Linked DNA regions of Zea mays: region 1 is linked to region 2. Evidence: chromatin contacts called from public Hi-C data. All regions are on one chromosome and are shown on one strand. Each heading gives the region's core, a stretch centred on a gene start, on an enhancer-like site or on the middle of the called end of the contact. The rest is flanking DNA. Distances are from core to core; before and after follow the strand shown. Region 1 overlaps LOC109943490 (a long non-coding RNA gene). Region 2 holds the start of LOC100275431.

Region 1 (5,700 bases), core at 282-2,781, 680 kb before region 2:
ATCAAACAAGTAACTAAATTACCTTGATAATGTAGTTTGTTGTGAGGTTGCTTCCTTCTCCAAAGGTGGTGGCCTGAGAGACGAGCTATTTGAGTAACCAAACAAAACATAATCCGGTCTTTCAAAAATCTTAGTAAAGAAGAGCTACCTTAATGAACGAATCAAGATCTTGGTCCACTTTATTGATGACACCCTTTTTTCTTCTTATTGCTTCTCCTAGCATCTCTGGATTTGTCATTCCGTACAAACAGGAAATTTGTGTCAGTATAGTTGCCATGGAAAATTTGATTTATCTGGAGTATCATGTAGATACTTTCTTCTTGAGTTTTAACGTGTTTGCCTTGTCATAAATTGCAGCACATTCCAATGACCTTCAAAATGGAAAGCTCACTATATGCAAGAGTATGTCTTACCGAATTCGTTATTGGTTCCGAACATCTTAGAAGAGAAGTTGATTGTCTCCCTCACTGTCATCTCAGCATGATGGAGATCATACTGGCTAACATAAGCACGCAGGTACTGCGGTGTTGAGTGATTCATTTCTTCTCCATTGTACATGACTTTTCCCTTGAACTGTTCACAGTCATTGGCAACATATATTTATGTTAGTTGATGCTTCACAGTATTGTCTGTTTTTTTTTGCCTCTTTTTATGTTGACAAATACTTTGGTTAGCATGAAAGCAACTCAGTGTACCTTCAAAGAAGAATCCAGTTTTCCTGCCAACGCTTTTAGAAGAGTCGTCTTGCCTGATCCAGGCGCTCCCAGAAGGAGCGTCATCCTGACAGAATGGGATATAAAATTCAGTATATATCTTAACGAATTACTCCCTTCGTCCTGAAATATGAGGGACCTAAGTTTATCCTAAGTCAAACTGTTGGCTAATAACAGACTATAAAATTCATACGCATGCATTTTTATTAACTTTTCCGCTAAATCTGATCAAGCGCTTATGTTTGACATACAACAGGATGCTGGGATCCAAGTCTGTGCGCATGAGGAGACATGTACCTTGACGGCCGGATGACCCCGCTTACTTCGTTTATGATTCTCATAGGTCTTTTCCTGGTAACACACATATGGACAGACGTCGCTAATTCCTGAAAGCAAAATAAACTCATCATCAGAAATCTCTCTCTCTCTCTCTCTCTTTTTCCCCGAATATGACCTACCAACTTTGCATTGTAAAACAAACACATGCATGCCATACACTTGTATTTTAGCTCTCGCTAAAGCACGCAGCAGCGTAACCGTAACGAGGCGCGGTATCCTTTCGATTCTGGACTGAACTCCATGTGTTCAATTCGAACTGGCCTAAGGTTGTCTGCAGATTTACAAACCCGCTTACAGTCGTGATTTTGTAATTTTTATTTATGTTTTTCTTACAGCATAGAACCTGCTGATGCATCAATGTCCCACTATCTATTTGGGCACAAGATGAGCCTCATTAATCATGAGGAATCTAGCAGACGTGTTGGGTTCTCTTGGTTCACTCCCAGCGCGCAGGGGGACGCCAAGAAGCACTACTGATGATGCGGCAGGCTGGGGGATCGGACAGGCCCACATTAAAGGCGGTCTCGTCAACGTCATGGTCTGCGCTGCTTCCTACCACGAGTAAATGAGGAACTCGAAGCTTGGCAAGACTGAGGAGAGAGAGAAGAAAAGCAGGCTATACTGCTATAGCCAGTTTAGTCACAAGTTGATCATAAATTAATAATAGAAAGCTAACTACAAAGATCCGCCAGCAATCCACTATACATTACTCTAATTGCTTCTTTCAACGTCCTAAATCTCAGGAAATACTATAAGATCCATGCATAGTGCCATAACTCTGAATGATGCAAGTGTTGTTTTAATATGGTCCAACGTACGTCGTACTAGTATTTGTTGTTTCAAACTTGCAGAATTTGATCTTTTTTTTATCGACAGTAGTAGATGGAACCAACCATGCTCTGCTAACTACTTCCTCTGTTTATTTGGAAAGAACATATATCTGACTTTTAGAGTGGTTAAACTTTTCTAATATACTGATATTAGGATGCGTAATAAGTAGATTAATCTATAATGGAATATGTTTTTTTAAAAACAAACATGTTTCGAACTATAAATATTGATATTATCAAATCTAGCCAGTTTTAAAAAGTTTAACCGGTGTACAAGCGCGGCTGCTAGCGAGATCGATACACGTTTCTCCTTGCACGGAGCTCCGGTGTAACCTAAAAACGCTACACGGACGGACGGACGTATTTATTGCGTGCACCTGTTGCTGCAGCTTGGATCGTTCGCAAGCACCTCAACGGAAAACGGATCAGAGCAAAGGTGTTTAGGATGGGAGGACAATCCATTCGACGTGTCTCACCAAATCCACAGCCCTTTTAATTTCTATCTTTCCGACGAACGAAATTATACGAAATCATATATGTAAAAAATAGGCAGATAGAAGTCGATCTTTTCGGGAAAAAAAGAAAAAAGAAAACTCCTTGCAGCTTGCAGCAGCAATGCTAATGCTATATGCATGCACCATCCATAGGAGGAAGGAGGAGAGACAAAGCCACAAAGAAAACCAAGGAAGGAATCAATGCGACGAACGGAACAGCTACTACTAGTGCATCGCGGCTGCGGCGGCGTACGTAGATGAAACACGACGACGACGACGGCGGCGGGGTCCGTCGTGTCGTTATTACCTGGGCGGCGTTGACGGCGGAGTTGAGCAGCGTCGGGACGGCGCGGCTGCCGACGCGGACGTCCGCCTCCACGGCGAGCCTCTCGAACCGCACCTCCACCTTGTGCGCCTCCACGCCCAGCCTGCGCTCCGACCATGCCAGCCAGTTCATCAGGGCCGGACTTTGCAACTCATATCTAGAATAATATGATAATAACAGATTGATCGATGCATGCAGCATGCATGTTACTATAGTTCATCTGTTGGCGCAATATATCACCTCTCTTTCTTCTCGCGAAGCATCCGGAGGAAGCCGCGGTTGTCGTCGTGGGTGAGCGGCGGCGGCTTCGTCGCGGCCGGCGCCGTCGTCGTGCCCACATCGTACCAGTCCTCGTCCTCGAGGCCGCCGACGCCGGCGAGCTCCATATCACCAGCGGACTATAGAAGCTAATTAACAGATCGAAACTATCTATCTACCTCTGCTGCAGGTACGTACGTCACGACGGCCGGGACGATGGCTCGCTATATATATACACACTAAGGCAATTTGGTACGGACTCCGGTTTCTAAATATTATTATATGCATATTTAAATTATTTATCCCTATTAAGTTCAAAGGAATGTGTAATCCGAAGGTAGGCGCTAGATGTTCGGAACGGGGAGTCGTGTGTTCGAATTTCAGTTGTGCAATATATTTTGCGCCCTGATGTGGAGAGTGCGCTGTGGGGGCGGGCGGCCGGGCTGGCGCTGGGCCCACAGGGCAGCGGACGCAGCTAGGCGCCGGCCGGTTGTTATTTTTGAAATTACATATATTGTTCTGCACATGTATGTATTTGTAAAGCTAACTCATGTACATAAATTATCTCTTTTGCGAGTAGAATACGACTTAAAACTTATGTTGAAGATGAAATATTATTTCCTGGCGAACTCTGGACAAAAACTAAGGATTTGGTATATGAAAGACGGTCATCATCCCAATATAATAGAGGGCTCCAGAGAACACTCTAAAAGGGGAGCATGTAGTCAACCACAAAAAAAATCTAGCAGTGGGCCTAGCTTCGTACCACGATCAATTCTGCTGCGCTGACAGCTAGGCGTGGGACACACATGGCATCAGACATAGCAATCACGGGCGGAGACGACGCACGGTGGAATTCTTCCGCCTACTTAAATATAGTAGAGATATATATATATCTTCTCGATGTGCTTGTGCGTTCTAATCGCGTCGATATTTGTCTGATACTCACGTTCACATATATCAGTGTTCGATTAGTAAAGGATTAGAAGTTTTAAGACAAGACAAGCGGAGTCTTAGTTTCCAACTGCCAATTTGAGTGGGAGTTGTGCCCCCGCTGAGCTAAACGTGGGTTTTTTGCCCACTCATAACTAGGTTATTTCATGGTTATTAGGATGGTCGGTGGATGTGTTGTTGAAGATAGGCCTAGTTTTTGGGCTGCCACGGGCCCCTGGCAGCCGCGCCATCTCGCTGGGCATCGCAACCACCTTATTCCGTGTGTGTGCCACTTTCCCGCACCACACACACCTGCATCCCATGCTTTTCGTGTGTGTGCCGCTTTCCCGCACACACACCCGCCTGCACTATCATGAGATGAGAGATGGTTGCTGATAATAAGGCTATTCTCAGAGGTGGTTTCATGCAAATTTAATAGTGTGCCACATCAGATTTATTGGTGATATATGGCATAACATTTGAGAGGATTGAGTTTCATGGGATGAAATTAGTTTTATGAGGATGAAACCATATCAACTCATTTTCAAGGTCTTGAAAACCGCGTGTAACCTTCATTTATAGTGATTTTTGTTTCATATTCACATAATTTACTAACTTCTATTGGTCATTAAGTTCCAACATTTAATTATTGGTATGTTAGCCTATGAAAATCTAAGCGGAAATCTATGAGGAGACCTCACATACCTATATCGATCCGAACTGTTTGATGTCACAATAGGTACGTATCAAGTGAATGTAATTAAAGAGCTGTTTGTAAAGGTTTGAAATAAAAAAAAATTAAAAAACAAACTAATACCCGCCGATTATAGGGCCACTCTAGCTTTTCCAAGTAATCTGGGAGTTGAAAGAAGGCAGGATTTTTTTTTTTTGTTGCTCGTCGCTAGCTACTGCAGCACGAAAACGGAGGCAAGAGAACGTACGAAGTCCGGTCAAGAGCCGACATTCATAGTATACGAGACCAAACAATGTGCTGGGTTCTGCGTTCTGCCGCCATGAAAAACGACACATCATATATATCAGCTCGGGGCCATGCTTGGCGATCGTGTAGTGTAGTGTAGTGTAGTGTTGCTTGCTACGGCGTCCCTTCTCTCGGCCGGGCCGCGGCGCCCATGCATTTATTTAAGTCGCCCCTCGATCGGTCGAGCTGCTCGATCGCCACCCATCTACTCCGATCCATCCTCCTTGATCCGGCCATGACATGAGCAACAGCAGCATGCATGCATGCATCGCTTTGATTGCTAGGTGTATATATATTGTATTATTGTATATACTCGCTCCTGTATAGCAACGCACTAGCTAGTAATATAATCGTAAGTGGAGATGCATGCTACTAGCTAGCTGAAACAAAGGGATGATCGACCGCTCAGGACCCTAAACCCTAAAACCCCAAACATGGTGATGCATGAACTGATGGTCCGTGCCGGCTGCAGGCTTTGCATTGTTGAAACTATAGCTAGCTACTACCACTAGCAGGCGGCACTGCTTAGGTGATGATCTGCTAGGCAATGCAGAGGTCAGCCGTACGTTCGTTCTCCAGTCCAGCAGTCGTATATATGCCGTGGACGCCATTAGTTAATCTGCTGGTGCATGGACCGGACACGTCGTCGCCGTCGCTGTTTGTTAGGTTCATTAATCTGTTTCATTCCTCATGTAGATAAGCACTATATGTGGAAAATAAGCATAGAAATTCCAGCTGCTAGCAGCTTATTAATTAATCCGTGTTCTATGACTAGACCTACTATTACCACGCCTATGTAGACGAATTAATTATTGCAAGTTTGGCGTGC
Region 2 (5,657 bases), core at 2,512-5,011:
GCGCAGTTCCTAGCTTGCAAATTGAGCAAAGGCACGAAACGCCCTAAAGATCCTTAAAATGGAATGTGACAGTACCTATTCGAGAATGAAGACCGTTTTCAGTACCTCTTTTTTATTTGCTATTCTAGACCTTGGATCTATTGCCACACGCCTTTGTTTTTCCATTCCGAGAAGAAAAAAGTGGGGGATCTACCTTGCTTGTCAAGGTAGGTTGTGTGTATTTTTTTGTAAGGGCTAATTTAGGAACTCTATTTTTACATGGGATTTCTATTTTTCTAAAGAAAAATGAACTAATTTCTCTTGGGAAAATGTGGTTCCTAAACTAACCCTAAGAGCTAGTTTAAAAACACATTTTCTCAAAGGATTTCTATTTTTAAGAAAAAATAAAAATCTTTTGAAAAAACAGAGTTCGCAGACTAACACTAACAAAATTCTTTTGGCGTTCGCGTCCATATGTAGCTTTTCAGTTCTCTTGGCCTTCTGATTTCTATAGCAATTGTCTAATTTTTAGAATATGACCAACTTCTAGATAGATTCATACCAAGTTTCAAACGAATGCACTTAACTATATTAGTTTAGCTGATTTACATGTGGACTATATGATCATTGTTAGAACGAATTTCAATCAGAAGGATCGAAAGAACGATTTTAGCAGATTATTCTGAGTACATGGCGCGCGGCCGGCATGTATATGATCAAAAATAAAAATAAAAAAAACTGATTGGTTGTTAGTAAACGTTCGCTGCCATCCGGTCAGCGTTGGAATTGATAATAATGCCGTCGCTAGCTGCCCGATGAATAATTGATAGGGATCTCGTAACCACTGTATAATGTATTGCCGGTTGGTAAACCGGTCGCCAGAGTATTATTCTCTGCGTACCTTTTTTTCCCGCCCCCTATCATCATGCATCGCGTATTGGAGCAGGAGCTGTCGGTACAGCCAGTCGCATCGCCCAACGACGAGCCCTGCCCCGGCGGGTGTAGAGAATCCCATACGTGGATCGGATAAGAAAGAAAGGGCTCCCAGGTAGACAGGATTAATACTATAGGCACCGATCTATTCAACCCGATCGCCTGATCCAATCCGCCCCAATTCAATGAGTGAGCATGGAGTGTAATTTTCGACCCGCACGTGATTTTTGACATAAAACCAACACAACCTGAAAAAACCTAACCTAAAACAAAAAAAAGACCAACCCAATCCAAAAACCTTTGACCCGACACGTCAAATAGAAGTCACCGACCAAAACCCGACTCGACATAACAATAAATATGGGCCAGATACGAGTAGTGATAAATGACACACGACCCGATCCTTACCCGACATAAGCTCGACTATGCGTTTGAACAGGTCTAATCCTAGATACATATTTTGTCCCACACGTGTATTCTGTTGCATATTATTTTCCCCCAAATGGAAGAGGAAACTAGTGTATCTCAAATATAGGACTGAGAAATGTGATTCTTTTTATTTATAAAACCTGCATGTAGGACATGTCGGTAAGCTATCCGATTTTGTGAGCCTTCGTGCACTGCAGGAGTTGACCAGATCAGGTTTGACTAGCTCCGTGCTGTGATTTGCTTGCTGCAGTCAAGCAAAAGTTTCGACTGCCGGAGTTGACCAGATCAGTCTTGCAGTGATTCCGGTCCATGTTCAAGGAGGCAAGGTTTTAGATGATTTTGTTATTGTTAGAAAGAGGTGGTGAACTGTAGGTCCTCCCTACATTAACTTCAAAAAAAAAAAGAGGTGGTGAAGCTCGTTAAAGCTTTGCCTATCACCATGTTCTGGCTAAAAAATAATAATTATAGTATTTAGCTTTAACCAGACTATTTAAGGAAATCAAACTATATTAAAAAGTATATAAATATTTATGTCTGTACTAAATATTTTATAACAATATGTCTACTGATACTATTTAAATATTTAGTGTTTTAGTACTCTCTTAGTTCCAAATTATAAGTTCTTCTAGCTTTTCAAGCTATCTATCTTTTCGCTATGCATCTCGATATACACTATTTATATGCATAACTTTTGCTGTAAATCTAAAAGAGTCCGAACACTACAACTAATAAGGGAGTGTAGATTTATTTAGCACCTTTAAATAAGTTTATTGTTAAAACAGGGTACATCTTTAACTTAGTACTATTTAGTATACATTGTATACACAAATTATTTTATATATACAATGGAAAATTTCCGTCCTTCTCTCTCTAATATAAAAAACATAGTGTATATAAATTTTTTGGCTAATAATTCAGGCCAAAACACATATTTTTGGTGTATCCATGTTATATATTTGGATTTGTATTCAAAAGTAATTTGACATGATGTTCATTTTATATTTATTAAAGGCACGTTTTAAAAAAATAAATGTTCAAAGTTCTTATAAAAAGAAATATGCAGTTCTCTATAGAAATTCCATAAAAATTGGGAAACTTCTCCCCACATTCTGTAAAAATTTACGAATTCCTGGGGAGTTATTCCTCATTGACCAAATATGCATCATATTTAAAAATTTGGAGTGCCAAAAAAATACGCATCATATTTTTTTTAGGATGGAGCGAGTATTTTTTAATATGGTGACAAGTTAGCAAATTTACTGACTTGACGAGGTAAATATAGCTTTGTAGAGTATTGTGCGAATGAAATTCACTCTAAAAAGATGATACAGTGGTCATAGGCTGTTCACGGAGCAGAATTTTATTGCAGTATTTTTAAAAATATTATATCAGTTTTTGTCTATAAAACCGTGTAGGATAATCTAAATAAAACACACTTACCTATAGATGCCCAATAAGCACGAGATCCGCGAGCCCGGCACGAAGCCCGCTGTTTGGGCCCGGTCTGAGCCCGACACGGCCCGATTCTATGCGGGCCCGGGCCGGCCCGGCACGAATAAGCGGACCAGGCTCGGACAGGAAACTAGGCACGGTGGGCTAGCCCGGTACGACATGTTTACCTCTAAGCCCGTTAAACCCGCTTTTTTACACTAAAACGTGCTTACCGGCCCGCTTAGCCCGCTTTTCGGCCCATTTTTTCGTGCCCGTTTAGGCCCGCTGCGGCCCGGGCTTGGACAGGAAATTGAGCCCGCGTGCTTAGACGGCCCGACCCGGTTTTCTAACCGTGTCTGGCGGACCGGGCCTAAAACGGGTCGGGCTTCACCGTGCCCGAGCCGGGCCGGACGGCCCGTTTGGCCATCTCTACTCTTACCTGACATAAAACTGTATTTATCTTTCTTTTTATGAAATCATTGGTATGCCATTATACTTATAATAGAAAGGCATTTAAGGTCTAGTTTGGAAATCTCATTTTACCAAGTGATTTTCATTTATATTTTTCTTAGTAAATAATTTTTTTAAAAAAATTAGGGTTTCCAAACTAGCTTTAATAAAACGAAACTAGAATAAAATCTCTACAACAGCCTAGGTAACTGTAACTTGAAACTCTTTTGCAACTGAATTTATAATAAAATAATAATAAAGAAGGTTTTGGGGCTTCCTCGACTGACCTGCCCATACTTGGAACTCCACTCCAGTTTACTACCCTCCTCCGTCGAAAGCGACGCCTCACCGCAACACAAGGCCGCCCGCGGACACTGGGTCGGCGGGGCCCGCACCTCCTTGGCTCCTTTCCACGCAGCTTTTCCACAGCACAGTTGCCATCTGTCCTCGCCGGCGCAGGAGCAGCCTGCCCTGCCTCGCGTGCGACCCTCCTCTGCTTTTTAGAGAGAGACAGCGAGCACGCGCAGAGGAGAGGAGAGAGAAGCACCACGCCTCCCAGGCTCCCAGCGCGCACGCACCAGGGTCCAGGAGAGGAGGACACCGTCGCCTCCTGGTTGGTTCATCTCGTCAGTCGTCACCGCCTCCTGCAGCCAACCGGCGGGGATTCCTGTCCTGGATGCGACAAGGCCAGCAGGAGAGACCCTCCCCCTCTCCTTCTTCTCCCTGAGCAGGAAGCGGAAAGCCTTCCGCGCTTTTCAAAGATCGTAGGCCGCACGCCTGCAGCAGCCGCCGACTCAGGGCGAGCGTTGAGAGGAGGACGAAGAAGAGACTGAAGAAGAGCAGACCGAAGTGAGGCCGGAGGAAGGGATCGGGCCTTGCGGGATTCGGCAGTCCATCACGAGGTGTGTTTGCTTCTCCTCCTCCTTACCCATCGTCTTCTCGTCTCGACTCCCATCACCTTCTCGTCTCTAGAGTCGAGACTGGCGGCCATGCGCTAGTACCCGTATCCCTTTCCGGACCCAATTGAATGCCCTTGCGACGAACAACGCCGTCCTTACTCATTGTAGCCACCGTTTCTAGTACACCTCTTTACTAGTTCACCTCCTCCTCCTTACGGCACTGTGCTCTGCCTTTGCTGTTGGCTTCACAAGATTGTTTGCTTTCTTGTTAATTAGCATGGGAAAAAAAAGGGTGAAATCTGTTTTGATCTACCTGAACTTGTTGCTCATTTCGCTCGCCAAGGCTACCGACATGCTCATCTGGATTTGCTGCTCTGGTTGTAAAGCCGCGCGCGCGCAGCCTTTATTTGCATTAGGTAGCTTGGAGTGATCCGCTTTTGCCATGGCTACCGACAACATCATTGTTCTCTCAGAAGGCTCCACTGCTTAGCCTACATATTGGAGTGGGGTTACTGAACCAGGGCTCAACACTGCGCAGGTAAATGCGGCGCTAGGAGCTGCAGCGATGGCGTCGCTGGTACCCGGGGTCCTCCTCAAGCTCCTGCAGCACATGAACAGCGACGTCAAGGTCGCGGGCGAGCACCGGTCGTCGCTGCTCCAGGTCGTCAGCATCGTGCCCGCGCTCGCCGGGAGCGACCTGTTCACCAACCAGGGGTTCTACCTCAAGGTGTCCGACTCGTCGCACGCCACCTACGTGTCGCTGCCGGACGAGCAGCACGACCTCATCCTCAGCGACGTCATCCAGCTGGGGCAGTTCGTCCATGTCGACCGTCTCGAGGCAGCCACCCCGGTGCCGATCCTCAGGGGGGTCAGGCCGGTCCCGGGCCGCCATGCCTGCGTCGGCAGCCCGGAGGATCTTGTGGTGACCAGCTCCTCCACTTTTCTTCTTGGCAGCGGCAAGGCCGCCCAAGCCTCCTCCACCAATGGTAGTTCCAAGGATGCCGGTGCCCTGTCGCTAGAGAAAGAGCAGGGCAGGTTAGAGAAGATCAATGCTCCTCCCAAGAGCAACGGCACAGAGAGCAAGAAGCCCCAGCTCACCAAGTCGAACTCCAACCTCTCGAAACAGGCGCTCAATGGCCTCCTCTCGGACAAGAAGGACGTGGTTAGCTCGAAGGCAAAATCAACCAGCGCTAGGTCGACGCCGTCTTCCCCGACCAGCGCCCATTCTCTGCCTGCGTCGTTCGATAAATTCTCGAGTGACATGAAACAGAGAGTGAGAACCAAAGGAGCAGAGAAATCGCCGCCGTCAAGGCTGTCCTTGCTAGAAAAGGCTGCGTCTGTGTTGAAGGCCACTACGGCAGGGAGGAAGTCCTCCCTGGGTAACTCCATTAGTAACACCTTGTTGAGCTTCGAATCTGGGCCCAAGGCCTTGAGAAGAAGCTGGGAAGGGAAAGCAGATGCAAAGGACAAAGGCAATTCGGATTCAAAGCCTGCCAAAGCTGAAAAGAAGTCTGAAAATCGAAGCTCTTCGGTAAG

Evidence for each region. A called contact is a pair of places that touch in the nucleus more often than the background predicts.
Region 1: a Hi-C map of tassel shows a contact between it and region 2, with 3 times the contacts expected there. The contact joins the enhancer-like site here to the promoter of LOC100275431 in region 2. A contact is called at or near these places in 2 of 25 Hi-C or Micro-C datasets (ear and tassel).

The regions. Positions count from the first base shown.
Region 1 is chr1:201,429,977-201,435,676 of Zm-B73-REFERENCE-NAM-5.0, reverse strand. LOC109943490 (a long non-coding RNA gene) reads left to right here. Exons shown (of 6, transcript XR_004855452.1): 5 at 358-516; 6 at 970-1,828. Among protein-coding and RNA genes, the nearest start is that of LOC109943490, 8.5 kb to the left of the region's middle. Within about 2 kb of position 1,531, at least 13 of the 20 cell types and tissues checked have an H3K27ac peak or open chromatin away from gene starts, as enhancers often do. A contact at or near this core is called in ear and tassel, where this site is marked.
Region 2 is chr1:200,751,063-200,756,719 of Zm-B73-REFERENCE-NAM-5.0, reverse strand. It overlaps LOC100275431, which reads left to right and starts at 3,761. Exons shown (of 5, transcript NM_001149505.2): 1 at 3,761-4,124; 2 at 4,660-5,652. The coding sequence starts at 4,687.